Linked DNA regions of Mus musculus: regions 1, 2 and 4 are each linked to region 3. A link is a contact called in public promoter capture Hi-C data. All regions are on one chromosome and are shown on one strand. The core of a region is the stretch at or near the end of the contact, and the rest is flanking DNA. Distances in the headings are between cores, read along the strand shown.

Evidence for each region. Promoter capture Hi-C pulls out the DNA fragments that hold promoters and counts their contacts.
Region 1: a contact with region 3 is called in a promoter capture Hi-C map of liver, with 6 times the contacts expected there. The contact joins two enhancer-like sites. A contact is called at or near these places in 10 of 39 promoter capture datasets (the 3T3-L1 cell line, the C10 cell line, the HPC-7 cell line and 6 more), 1 of 115 datasets of contacts at active chromatin or transcription factors (bone marrow-derived macrophages) and 1 of 9 other capture datasets (adipose tissue).
Region 2: a promoter capture Hi-C map of liver shows a contact between it and region 3, with 4 times the contacts expected there. The contact joins two enhancer-like sites. A contact is called at or near these places in 4 of 39 promoter capture datasets (embryonic stem cells, liver and stem cell-derived epiblast-like cells) and 1 of 9 other capture datasets (embryonic stem cells).
Region 4: a contact with region 3 is called in a promoter capture Hi-C map of liver, with 6 times the contacts expected there. The contact joins two enhancer-like sites. A contact is called at or near these places in 3 of 39 promoter capture datasets (hippocampal neurons, liver and pre-B cells), 1 of 15 datasets of contacts at CTCF or cohesin (the NIH/3T3 cell line), 2 of 115 datasets of contacts at active chromatin or transcription factors (embryonic stem cells and pancreatic cancer cells) and 2 of 9 other capture datasets (adipose tissue and liver).

The regions. Positions count from the first base shown.
Region 1 is chr17:86,235,705-86,238,404 of GRCm38.p6, forward strand. The region is part of intron 1 of Prkce (protein kinase C, epsilon); the gene reads left to right. It overlaps Gm52296 (a long non-coding RNA gene), which reads right to left. Exons shown (of 2, transcript XR_003952295.1): 1 at 1-2,700. Among named protein-coding and RNA genes, the nearest start is that of Gm52296, 6.3 kb to the right of the region's middle. Within about 2 kb of position 1,332, at least 67 of the 459 cell types and tissues checked have an H3K27ac peak or open chromatin away from gene starts, as enhancers often do. A contact at or near this core is called in liver, where this site is marked.
Region 2 is chr17:86,393,229-86,395,928 of GRCm38.p6, forward strand. All of the region lies in intron 2 of Prkce (protein kinase C, epsilon), which reads left to right. Among named protein-coding and RNA genes, the nearest start is that of Gm30284, 50 kb to the right of the region's middle. Within about 2 kb of position 1,348, at least 11 of the 459 cell types and tissues checked have an H3K27ac peak or open chromatin away from gene starts, as enhancers often do. A contact at or near this core is called in liver, where this site is marked.
Region 3 is chr17:86,909,652-86,912,436 of GRCm38.p6, forward strand. No RefSeq gene overlaps it. Among named protein-coding and RNA genes, the nearest start is that of Tmem247, 6.3 kb to the right of the region's middle. Within about 2 kb of position 1,495, at least 20 of the 459 cell types and tissues checked have an H3K27ac peak or open chromatin away from gene starts, as enhancers often do. A contact at or near this core is called in liver, where this site is marked.
Region 4 is chr17:86,202,863-86,205,562 of GRCm38.p6, forward strand. All of the region lies in intron 1 of Prkce (protein kinase C, epsilon), which reads left to right. Among named protein-coding and RNA genes, the nearest start is that of Prkce, 36 kb to the left of the region's middle. Within about 2 kb of position 1,404, at least 25 of the 459 cell types and tissues checked have an H3K27ac peak or open chromatin away from gene starts, as enhancers often do. A contact at or near this core is called in liver, where this site is marked.

The DNA.
Region 1 (2,700 bases), core at 82-2,581, 670 kb before region 3:
TCAGGCCCCTCGTGGAATCTCTCTGGCATTCTTGGAATCGAATTTGTGTGAACAGCACCAAGGTGTGCCTGAAGCAATAGTCCCTGCCCCAAGTGTCAGTGTCTTTTCCATGTGAACATGGCAGTGGACGCGTGGCTGGAGGTGTGGGCATTTGGGTCAACAGATAACCACTGATCCTTCGCCTCTCAGTTTCTAGACTCCCACACCTGTAACTCAGGTCCCTCTGGCCTTTGCTCCTAAGCAATCAGGAATTTTTTTTTTTTTTTTTCTGCTACAGAATGAGGCTGAGCCTCACAGAGCTGGCAACAAGTGACAATTCCAAGTGCCAGCTGAGCAGACAACTCCCTTAGCAATGTACACTGTTATTATTGTTGCCTCATTGCTTTATTATATCTTTTGCAGTCCTGGGACTGGAACACAGAGCCTCACAATGCTCCATAAGCGCCCTTGCTCTCCTGTGGACTTGGGTGTCATTTGCTCTAGGTTACCACCTCGTGTTTGGCTTGTCACTTTGGGTTATCTTCGTTTGGTTGGTTTTGTCACTGGGCCAGAAATAGACTCTAGTTGGGAGAACACCTCTTTTTCCCTTCCCTTCTGATGTCTTGACACCCCTGGTAGGTGCCGCCGGACCTGAGTCATATTGCTCACTAACTTTTGGGATCTCTGGGGACTCAGTCTTCAGTGACATGCTGTTTTCTCTCCTGTGGATCTTGGCTCCTCCTCTTCGGTGACATCTCTCCAGTTTCCCTTTCCTGTATCATGGCTCTTCATTGTCTTCTGAAAAAGCTCCGGCGTGCCCCACCCCACCCCCAAACTTGGCTTCTCTTCTAGGGTTTTTCTACAAGTACAGTTTCCATAGAAACAGTCTAGTACATTCTCTGGAGTTGAATCTTGTCAGAAAAACCTGAGTGGTTAGGGGACGAAGAGGAGGTGAGTTGGGAAAGGAAGGCCTGTGTGTGGAAGGATGCTGGGACCAGTGTCAGTAAGGCCTGATGTTTCTGTCTTCCGCACTCCTACGGCGAATCTCATCCCCAGCACCCTGGGCATTCCCTCCCAGCTGTATCCAGAGGTCTGGGGTTTTTTATTTTGTGTTCCTAGTACTGGGCCTGAGCTGAACCTCTGTCTTAAGCCACTGTGGCAGTTTTGAATGTCTGAAGTGACTATGAAATCCTTCAATTCTTGCTCAACTTTCCATGCTTGTCTTTTACCTTCTGTTGAAAGGCAGCCAGCAATACTAGAATCCTTGGCAAGAACTGTCTCTCCCTTTCAAAGGTCAGTGCGGGTGCCATCGGGACAGCCTGGCTGGAATGGACCTGCCCAGAGAGACTGTGTTTGTCTCGGGACAGGCTGGCACACCCCAGCGTCACGTGACTGCTGGGAAGGAGGAGGAGAATACTGCCCCTCATGGGTTCTTCCCACAGAGTGCAGGTCTGTAAGTGGTCTGTCTTACACTGAGTGGCAGGGATTGCTGGCCCTGGGAGTGAGGGAGTGACTCTCAGACAACAATGTTTTATCCTCTCCCTCCCAATCACAGGACAGTTGTTCATCTCTGTCCCATGCTTGCCTACAACTGGGCAAATGTGCCTGAGCACAGATGCACTGGCATTTCAGGGCGTTTTGTTGGCATCAGGAAAGCTGCCATTCAGTTCATCTTGGAATATATTTCCAGACTCAGCGTATGTCCATGAAGCCCATGGTACATCGTGGATCCCTTATGTCGGGCTTCCTTGTCTTTAAAAGGAAATCCTGAGGGAGGCTTGTATCTTAGATGGGGACAGTGACGCCGAAGTTAGGGAAGACGGCTTGTGAGGTGACCACACCCCAGCTTCTGCTGTGCTTGGGGACTCCCATGTCAAGGAGGCAGCCGAGGTTGCCACTTCCCACTGGCCTGGCCACTTCCTCAAACTCATCATCTATCAGTTAAACAAAGGAGAACCAAACATCAGGAATGACATTATGTAGTAGCTAACTGTGGGGAGAGGCTGGACAGAGGGGACCCAGTCCAGAATACCAGGCCCCGTCCATTCTCCGAGGATGCATTTACGCCCCAGACCCAGGGACCTACCTTGGATTTCAAGAAAGGCAGAGATAGAGGTGTACCTCCTCTACCCTAGCCGAGGAAACCAATGACTGTTTTTTTCAGAATCACCTGAAGGCAACATTCATTGTCTTAGTCTGTCTTCAAAGATTGACTGTCAAGCTTGTAGACTGACGTGATGTGTTTTCCAAGTTTACAGACAGACTCGGCAAAGCTGATATTTGGGCAGGTTGACTGTTGTAGGGCTGTGCCGTGCTCAGACGCATGTTGAGTAGCATCCATGGTTCTCTACCCAGGAGATGTCAGGAGATCTCTCCCCTAGCTGGAACAGTAGCATCTATAGATTACTGAGTAATCAATTCTAGCCCTGATGAAACTTCTCTGTCCAGTTGGTTAGCATATGAGAGAGGCTCCAGTCATTTGAGAGGGACGAGGTAATGGCCACCACATGCTTGCCTGTCATTTTATGAAGTTAGCATATCAGTTCAAATTAGGACATCTGAATTGTAGAATCCGTTCACTAATCCTCGGAAGCAGGCTGTACAGAAAGCCTAATTCTAATGCCAGAATCAGACTTAGGAAGATAAGTTCAGTGATTTCATAGAGTTCTGAGAAACGTTAAGTCCCAGGGACCATTTGTGGTGGCTCCAGTGAGTTTACAA
Region 2 (2,700 bases), core at 98-2,597, 520 kb before region 3:
GCATACAGAAAGATGGTAGAGTGTAGGACAAGCCAGGGCCATCCCTTGTGTGTCAGATCAAGAGAAACAAGCAGACCCTTGTGTCCAGGGTTGGCAGAGGAGGCCAGAATTGAAGCAAGCTACATTGCCAAATGATTGTGAACCTTTTTCTGACCTGTGTGGACAGTGCCACCAATGGGCAGCCAAAGGCCAGAGGTCCGTTCTTTGGCTTCCGCTTACCTCTCTGCAAGTGTTAGAGCGAGTGATCATATCCAGAGGGACGTTCTGAAGAACCCCGGTCTCTCTGGCTGTTACGAAGCGAAATCATACATTCAAACTTTGTCTTATTGCGCGGATGCCAGTGCTTGCTGTCAGCTTCTAGCTGGCAAAGTCAAACTTGCTTGACCACAGAAAAGCGCCACTGCCTAAAGAATGCAGAAGAAGAGTTTCCTAGCGATGGGAAGTGTTTCCTCAGAAGAACAAGTGGGTGGTTCTATGGGGAGAAGGTGTCCTTCACTTGTAAGGGAACCTTTGACACCGCCTCTGTCAGAAGTCTCTGGTACAGTCATGAAAGAAAGCCTCTTGAAGTACATGTGGCACCTGCCCCTTAAAGAGAACCCAAAGCATGGTGACCCTGACCTTGTGGACAAGAGGAGTCTCCCAGGAATCTGTCTGGGCTATGAGCCATCTCATGGGCTCCCTAGAGGGGCCTGTGACCATGATTGGAAATTAGAGCAATTGTAAAGTGTTCATTGTAGATCATGTCTCATTTGTATCGATCTCCTGCAGACACCGATGATATTGTTCATGGCAAATGTAGACTAGGGAGCTTGTGGTCACTGGTGAGTGTCTTGAAGGAAGGAAGGAAGGAGCATTTCAGATGCGAATGTGTGTGGCATCTGCAGTCGAGCAGGGCATGATAAGAGTCTGATGGGAAAAGTTTTGCTGAACCTCCTCAGGTCAGCAGAATCAGGTCTTGTGAGAACCAGACCAAGGGTGAAGGAAGGTGGTAGACAGCCTCTGGGAGTCAGATAATGCAAAACAGAGTAAGAAGACACTGCAGATGGGAAGTTGGCTCTGTAGTGAATCTTCCATTGCTTTGAGATTTTCGCCTTAGATATCAGAGTTTGTGATGCGTGTGATTCTGAAGTGTTTTACTGGGTCGCGGTTTAAGCATGAGACAGAGGAAGCAGCTACGGGGGAAAGCTCTGAGCTCTGTGCTCACAAGCCTACTCCCTTACGTTGGGAGAACTCAGCCCCACTGTTCATGTGCTTGCTCTCGCAGTAATGAGTTATAGAACCGAGCAAGCTTTCTGGAAGTTGGGCATGTCATTTGCATAGCTCTCAGAATCTTCCTGGTTCTTTCCATGTTTGTGTGTTTTGGCTGAACTTGAAGTCACGGCATAGAGTGTAGCTTTCTGTGTACACACAGGTCTAGCTAGCACTTGGCTTCCTCCACTTACCATGGAGATCAGATATGGACCGGGCTGCCTGTGGAGAGACCCACAGCCTTTCTCCCTGCTGTTGGGCTCCAGGAGACCAAATCCCTCAGTGCAGATCCCTTATCAGAGGCCTTTTGTTCTCTATAAGCACTTTAGTAAGTAGAGGGCTAGCGTTATTACTAAATCCCGGCTTTTCCTAATAACATGAAGCCGATGCTTGCTTATCTGCCCTGGAGCAATTACTTATCAGAATCACCCAAAATGTGTATCCACCTCACATGTGTGCTAGAACTCTGAGAGATTGCCATTTAATTTTGATAGTGAGGATTTAATATGTATGTTTTTAATAGGGAAATTTCTGTATCAATAGTGGGAAGAATTATATAATCCCATCTGTCCATGCCTAGAGTTATCTACTATCTTAGATACTTCTTTGACTGTAGCAAATACTAGAGGTAACTCAACATAAAAAGGGGAAAGGTTAATTTGGCTCACAGTCTTGGAGCATTTGGTCCATGGTTGGTTAGGGTTAGGCTTAGGGTTAGGCTTAGGGTTAGGGTTAGGCTTAGGGTTAGGGCTAACATTGCTTTTGGGCCTGGTTGAGGAGAGCATCATGGTATGCGTTTATAGCAGAGGCAGCTGTTTACCTCATGATGACTGAGAATAATAAACAGGAAGAGGATGGGTTGGTTCAGTCCTCAAATGCTCTTCAAGGAATTGACCCAATAACCTAACATTCTTCCTCTATATCCTGCTTCTTAAAGGCTCTGCACCTTACAGGGTTAGGTTAGGACAGTGATTCTCGGCACTTCCACAGGGTCACACATCAAATAGCCTGTATATCAGGTATTTATATTATGATTCGTAAGAGAAAATTACAGGTGTGATATAGCAATAACTTCATGGTTGGGGGGCGGTCTCTGTAACACTAGGAACTTATTAAAGGGTTTCTTTATGAACCTTATGGAGGCCAAGGACTTCTGGCTCAGAGGGATACACTTGTAACACACACCAGTTTGGGAGACATTCAGGTTTCCACTTGTAGCATTTGCCTTTGGTAAGTGGCTCCATCTTCAAGGATATCTCTCAGTCTTCTGTGGATATTGACTCCAGACCCTTGCTGCCACCATGAACACCTAAGCCTCGACTGCTGTGTTCCCTCTGTAAATGGCAGAATATGTGCTTATAGCGCACACTTCCTCCTGTGTGCTTTAAATCCCTGGACCACTTCAAACCTAATGTAGTGTAAATGGCATGTAAATGAAGGCAGTGTCACCTG
Region 3 (2,785 bases), core at 245-2,744:
TTCCTGGGGCAGCCACTGACTGCTTCCCACTGGTGGCCCTCATGTCAATGCCCTTCAATCCACTTCGGCCTGTTGGTCCAGCCCCCAGGTGCTCCCAGTGGCAGCCTCTGTGTCTCCTCCTCACAGACCTCCACAAACCCACAGGCTTGGATTGCCATCAGAAGTTCTCTGGAGCTGAAACCCTTCCCCGAGGGTCTGTGGGTTCAGGGAGTGGCCCGATCATTCTGCAGAAAGACAAGAATCCCTGGAAAATCTGAGCCACCGCTCAACAAGGGCAGGCCACGAGAGGGCAGAATTGGCCCACATGGCCACAGAGAAGGGGAAACTTAGAGAACAAAGATGGAGTGTTCTTGACGGGAGCCTGTGTAGATGCACATGAGAGAAGGAGGGCATCCGATAAGATGTCGAGGAAGCTTTAGAGAGACGCTCCCTCCATTACTTGGTGACTCTAGGTCAGCAACAGAACCAAGAAAGCCCATTCCCAAAGGCCAGTGAAGAGTGGGCTTACAACTGCAGTCTGGCTCACGAGTGACGAGTTAGAAACAACAATGAAGGCCCTCGGGAAACACCACAGGCTCTGCCACATTGCCCACGTGGTTCCCAGGGTGCTCTTGGCCTGGCTGATGGGTGGCAGTGCTGTACTGTGCACAGCCTTTCCCGCTGTGCTTGACAGTTCTGTCCTCTAATCCTAAGCAAGTAAGTGGGGCAGTTGGCCACCAAGAGTTACTGTGCGCTCAAGCTGGAGGGCATCCAGACCCTTCTGCCTGCAAGTGGTGAGATCCAGGATGCCAGCCTGACCCAGGCCCAGGATCTTTCTTGGAACATCCCTCCTTCAGAAGCCCCAACCTGGCTAAAACACATGGGGGCCTTCACTCGGGTTTCTCAGGGGCCCCCCATAAATGAGTTCTGCTATCACAGACCCAGTATATAAAAAGTAACTGGGGTCATATAAGTATATGCCGGGGTAAAACAGTGTTATTAAATTATGGAAAGTTCCTTTAAACAAGCCAGACCTTAATCCCAGCACTCAAAGAAGATGAGGCAGGGGAATCATGCTTGTGAATAGCCTGAATCATATAGTGATACATACACGCACACACAGATAGATAGATAAATAGATAGATAGATAGATAGATAGATAGATAGATAGATAGATAGAGAACTGAGAAGACAATACTATCAATAAAATTGTTGTTAGGCAAGCATAAGGCCCTGAGTTCATATCTCCACCCTCACACCAGCCCCACACACATGTAAAAAGTCACCTAGGTATCCTGTGCCCATAATCACAGTGGTGGGGGAAATAAGGACAGAAGGGTTTCTGTGTCTGCTAACCAGCTAGACTTACTGAATTGGTAAACTCTAGGTTCAGTGAAAGTCCCTGTCTCAAAAGGAAAGAAAGAAAGAGGGGGAGAGGGAGGGAGGGAGAGAGAGAGAGAGAAAGAGAGAGAGAGAAAGGACACTCTACATTGACCTTTGATCTCTACACACACATGTGTACACACAAACAAACAAAAGCAAGTTTCTTTAAACAGCAAAGTTCACACACCAGTCCCTGTCGCCTGGGGTTTTTAAAACAGAAGTGAATTGCTAAGATGGGTTTCTGCCATCTTCTGCTCGCTCACCCACAGTAAGCCCACAGTGAGGTGAGAAGCTAAAGGCAGAACACGGTTAAGAAGTGGCACCTCTGGTTCTCTCTGGGGTGTCCAGGCTTTGGGGTGACCCTTTCTTTGGTCGGCTGACCATGTCACATTCACTGGTCAGAAGGGAGCCAGTATTCTAGCAGGGTGCCTGGCTAAACAGTCCCTTTAGTGGCCTTTGCAAGAGCATGACTGTCTAATGCAGCTAGTGAAAAGAAACAACCGTTTTATCAGGAACAGCCAGAGATACTCCAGGAGGGCTTTGAGAGGGCAGGGGTGTGCTCAGGGAGCAGGAAGAAGTCATGACATGCTCCCCCGCCCCCAGTGCTGTGATCCTTGCAATTTCTCTGACAGGATCATAGGTGTGGAAGGGTTTTGGTGTCTTCTTAAAGGCAGGCAGGGAGGCAGGCCGTGTTGAAAGGGAACTTACCTTTCACTGTTCCTCCTGTAACCTGAAGCTAACAACTGAACCTGTAACCTGTAACCTGTAACCTGTAACCTGTAACCCTGCGCAGCTTCTCTTGCCCGATGGCGTGGCTGTCCTCAGAGGGTGCAGCCGAGCCATTGCTGGATGGGAGCTTTCTAGCTCTAGCATACCTTCCTTTCTGAGCAAATGCCAAACACCTCGCCCACTCCAGAGCTTCAGCAGCAACCTTGTGGCCAGTCCCCAGCTGAGGTTTTCAGCGGTGCCTTCATGCCGGGTTCATCATCTCCTAGGCAACTTCCCAGTGTTGACATTCCCAAAAAAACAGCTAGGCTTGACCCACTTGACCTTGACCTTAGTGAGCTTTAGACCATCCAGTGACTCTAGTGCTCCTGGGTGTGCATGTGTGTATGTGTGCGTGCATACATGGGTGCGTGCATGTGTAGTGAGCATATGTGTGTGCATTCATGTGTGTGTGTGTACATATGTGTATGTGAATATATGGGGAGTGTGTGTGTATGTATGGGGAGTGTGTGTGTGTATATATATATGCATGTGTGTGTGTAGGTATGGTGAGCGTGTGTGTGTGTGTGTGTGTGTGTGTGTGTGTGTGTGATTTGCATTGAAACCAGAGGTTAATGTCCAGTGTCTTTCTCAGTCACTCTCCACCACACTTTTTGAGTTGGGAAATCTTACTAAACCTGGAATTTATGGCCTTCAG
Region 4 (2,700 bases), core at 154-2,653, 710 kb before region 3:
TTCAATAAAATCTTGCTAGTGTATGCAATGCAGATAGTACTTTTGATAATGCACACAGGGTGGCCTGTGTGTCCAACGTGAGGAGACACAGGCCTTGTATGCCCTGCAAGCCTTTTGCCATCACAAAAGGGTGTGCGGGACTGGCAGCATGCCTTCATGGAAGCATGAAGAAGAGCAGGGGGTGGCCTGCCACAGGTGAGAAGAGGCCCAGAGGATGGCTGCCTGCATGGCTGGTGCTGGCACTCCTTGCAGAAGCTATTCCTGGCTTCCCTTTAGTCTCTTCCCTGCTGCTGTTTGTGGTCTGAAAGTTGGCCAACAAAGGGGAGGCTGCTGAGCTGAGCTGAGCTGAGAAGCAGAGGCCCAGGCGACCTAACACTGCCAGGGACTCTTAGGTAACTCACATTGGGTCAAAGAGAAGAGCTGGGTTCCTCTCTCTGTAAAAGACAAATAGGATCCGTCTCATGTTGGAAACGGAAGTTATTGTTATGGCGTTGACCGACAACCATCCCTGCGACCAAGGCAGACCCTGTGCTGTTTAAGTATGTGCTATCACTTATTATGGGATACAGTGGTTCCCAATTTGAAAGGGGGGGAGGGGAGGATGATAGCCTAGTGAGGTGGCACATGCTTATCAGTCCAGCACTTGGGAAACTGAGGCCGGAGGATTACCATGAGTTCCATGCTAATTTAGGCTACCCAACGAGACCCTCTCACACAAACGCAAAACAAACAACAAGGAAAAGATAAGGAGCATAGGTAGGAAGCGTGGTTTGGTAGTAGAATACTTGCGAGCATGCACAAGGCCCTAGGGGGCCCACCCCTCACTCTAAGCTTGCCCATGTACATGGTACCCTCGCTGGGGATTCTCTGACTTTTCTTCCAGCTCATTACTCAGCAGATACCTCCTGAAAGCTGAGAAGACACAACTGCTCCGATTCAAATAATGGCCATCGCGCCAGGAGGGAGTGCCAAGGAGTTAATTAAAGCAAACAGAACATCTGGCAGGTTTCCTAGGGCAAGAAAAATAGTTTTCTTTTCCCCTCATGCTCCTGATAACACCCCGCAAAGCATGGCCATTTCTTTTGTGTCACGCCAAGTTTGTCGTTTGACAGACACCTGCTGAGTTTCCACTGTGACCCAGGATACCGATTAGACGCCAGAGATGGGGCAGGGTGGACATGTCTTTGGGGCGGGGTTGCGTTGGGAAAATAAGGCGCTGCACACACAGAAGAGGGGGCCCCAGACTTATTTCTATGGTGTTCACGTAAGGTGCCACTTAATATATACCAGTTACAAGTTAAGAGTGTCTGCCTAAAAGAGAAAACCCAAGCGAGCAGGAAGTCATGGTGACATTTGCCCATTGTCTGCTGGTTCTCAGAGAGCGGGGAAGGGAGCCAAGGGGAGGCGGGACTAGTGTGGGCAGCCTCCTCCTGGTCTCTTGTCACCTGTGACACTCCCTCCAGCCAGCATGCTGCCAGCCCTCACATTTCTCATTGATAGCAAGTAGGTGGAATTTCTATGATGTCCCATGGATACATTAGGCATTTGGCTCTCTATATACCTTTCCATTTCACCATCTCTAAGGTATGGCGTTCATTGACACTGTTCCAGAAGGCTGCCATAACTCCAGCTGTCACATATTCATTCTAAGAGAAAGGCAAGGAAGGCGTTCTTGTTTGTTTATTGTGTACACGTGTTTGCGCACATGCCCCTGGCAGCACTAGTTCCAGCACGCATAGGTATGGCAGCCAGAGAGAGATGTCAGCATCTCTGCCTAGTGCACACATCTTATTTTTCAAGTCTGGGTCTCCTGCTGAGCCTGGAACTTACCATGCTCTCTCCTGTCTGGCTAGTGAGCTCCAGGAGCCCTCTTGTTTCTGCTGCCCGATTCTAGGATTACAAGTGCCACGACCCTGCCCAGCTCTCTACATGGGCGCTCGGGGTCCAAACTCAGGGCCTCCTGCATGCATTCCCACTTCTTCCAGCCAGAGTTGTCCTTGGGGATGGGGATATAGCTCAGTTGGGGAAGGGCTGTGGTGGGGTAATGAACCCTAGGCTGTATGACTGCCAGGAACTCATACACTGGGTGTGGTACTGGTGATACCCGTAGAGGGGAGGTAGAGGCAGGAAGATTGGGAGTTTTGTGATTAAGGCTTTTGGAAGCTATGGAAGTTTGAGGCCAGCTGGGATTGCATGCTACATCACATCAAAAAACAATAAGAAAAAAAGATGGCAGCAGCAATGACAAAACAAACAAACAAACAAGGGGCTGTAAGATGGCCTAGCACATGGAAGCCCTTGCTGCATAAAGTCAAGTTCAGGCTCTGGAGCCCAGAGTCTAGGCCTCTCTAACCACTAAGCTATCTACCAGCAGTGATTGGTGTGAAAGCCACCTATACCCCTTAGCTTGTAATCCCACTTCTAAAATGTTGTACGAAATGTTCGTGTGCAGAGACATGTTGAGCATGTTAGGTGCAGTGTCTGAGTGGCCCCTGTTGGTCTGGGTCATACTGCTCACCCAGGAGCTGGGAAAGGGCACTCTAGTTTCCAGACCCACTAGCAGCTCAGCAGTGAGCCAGACTACCCAGAAACAAAATCGGTACTGCAGTTTTGGACATTGTCCTTGTATTTCAGCAAAGGGAGGAATCCTCCTTGTCGGGCAGTCGCCCTGTGCCTTGCCGTGCCAAGGTGAGAAGCCTA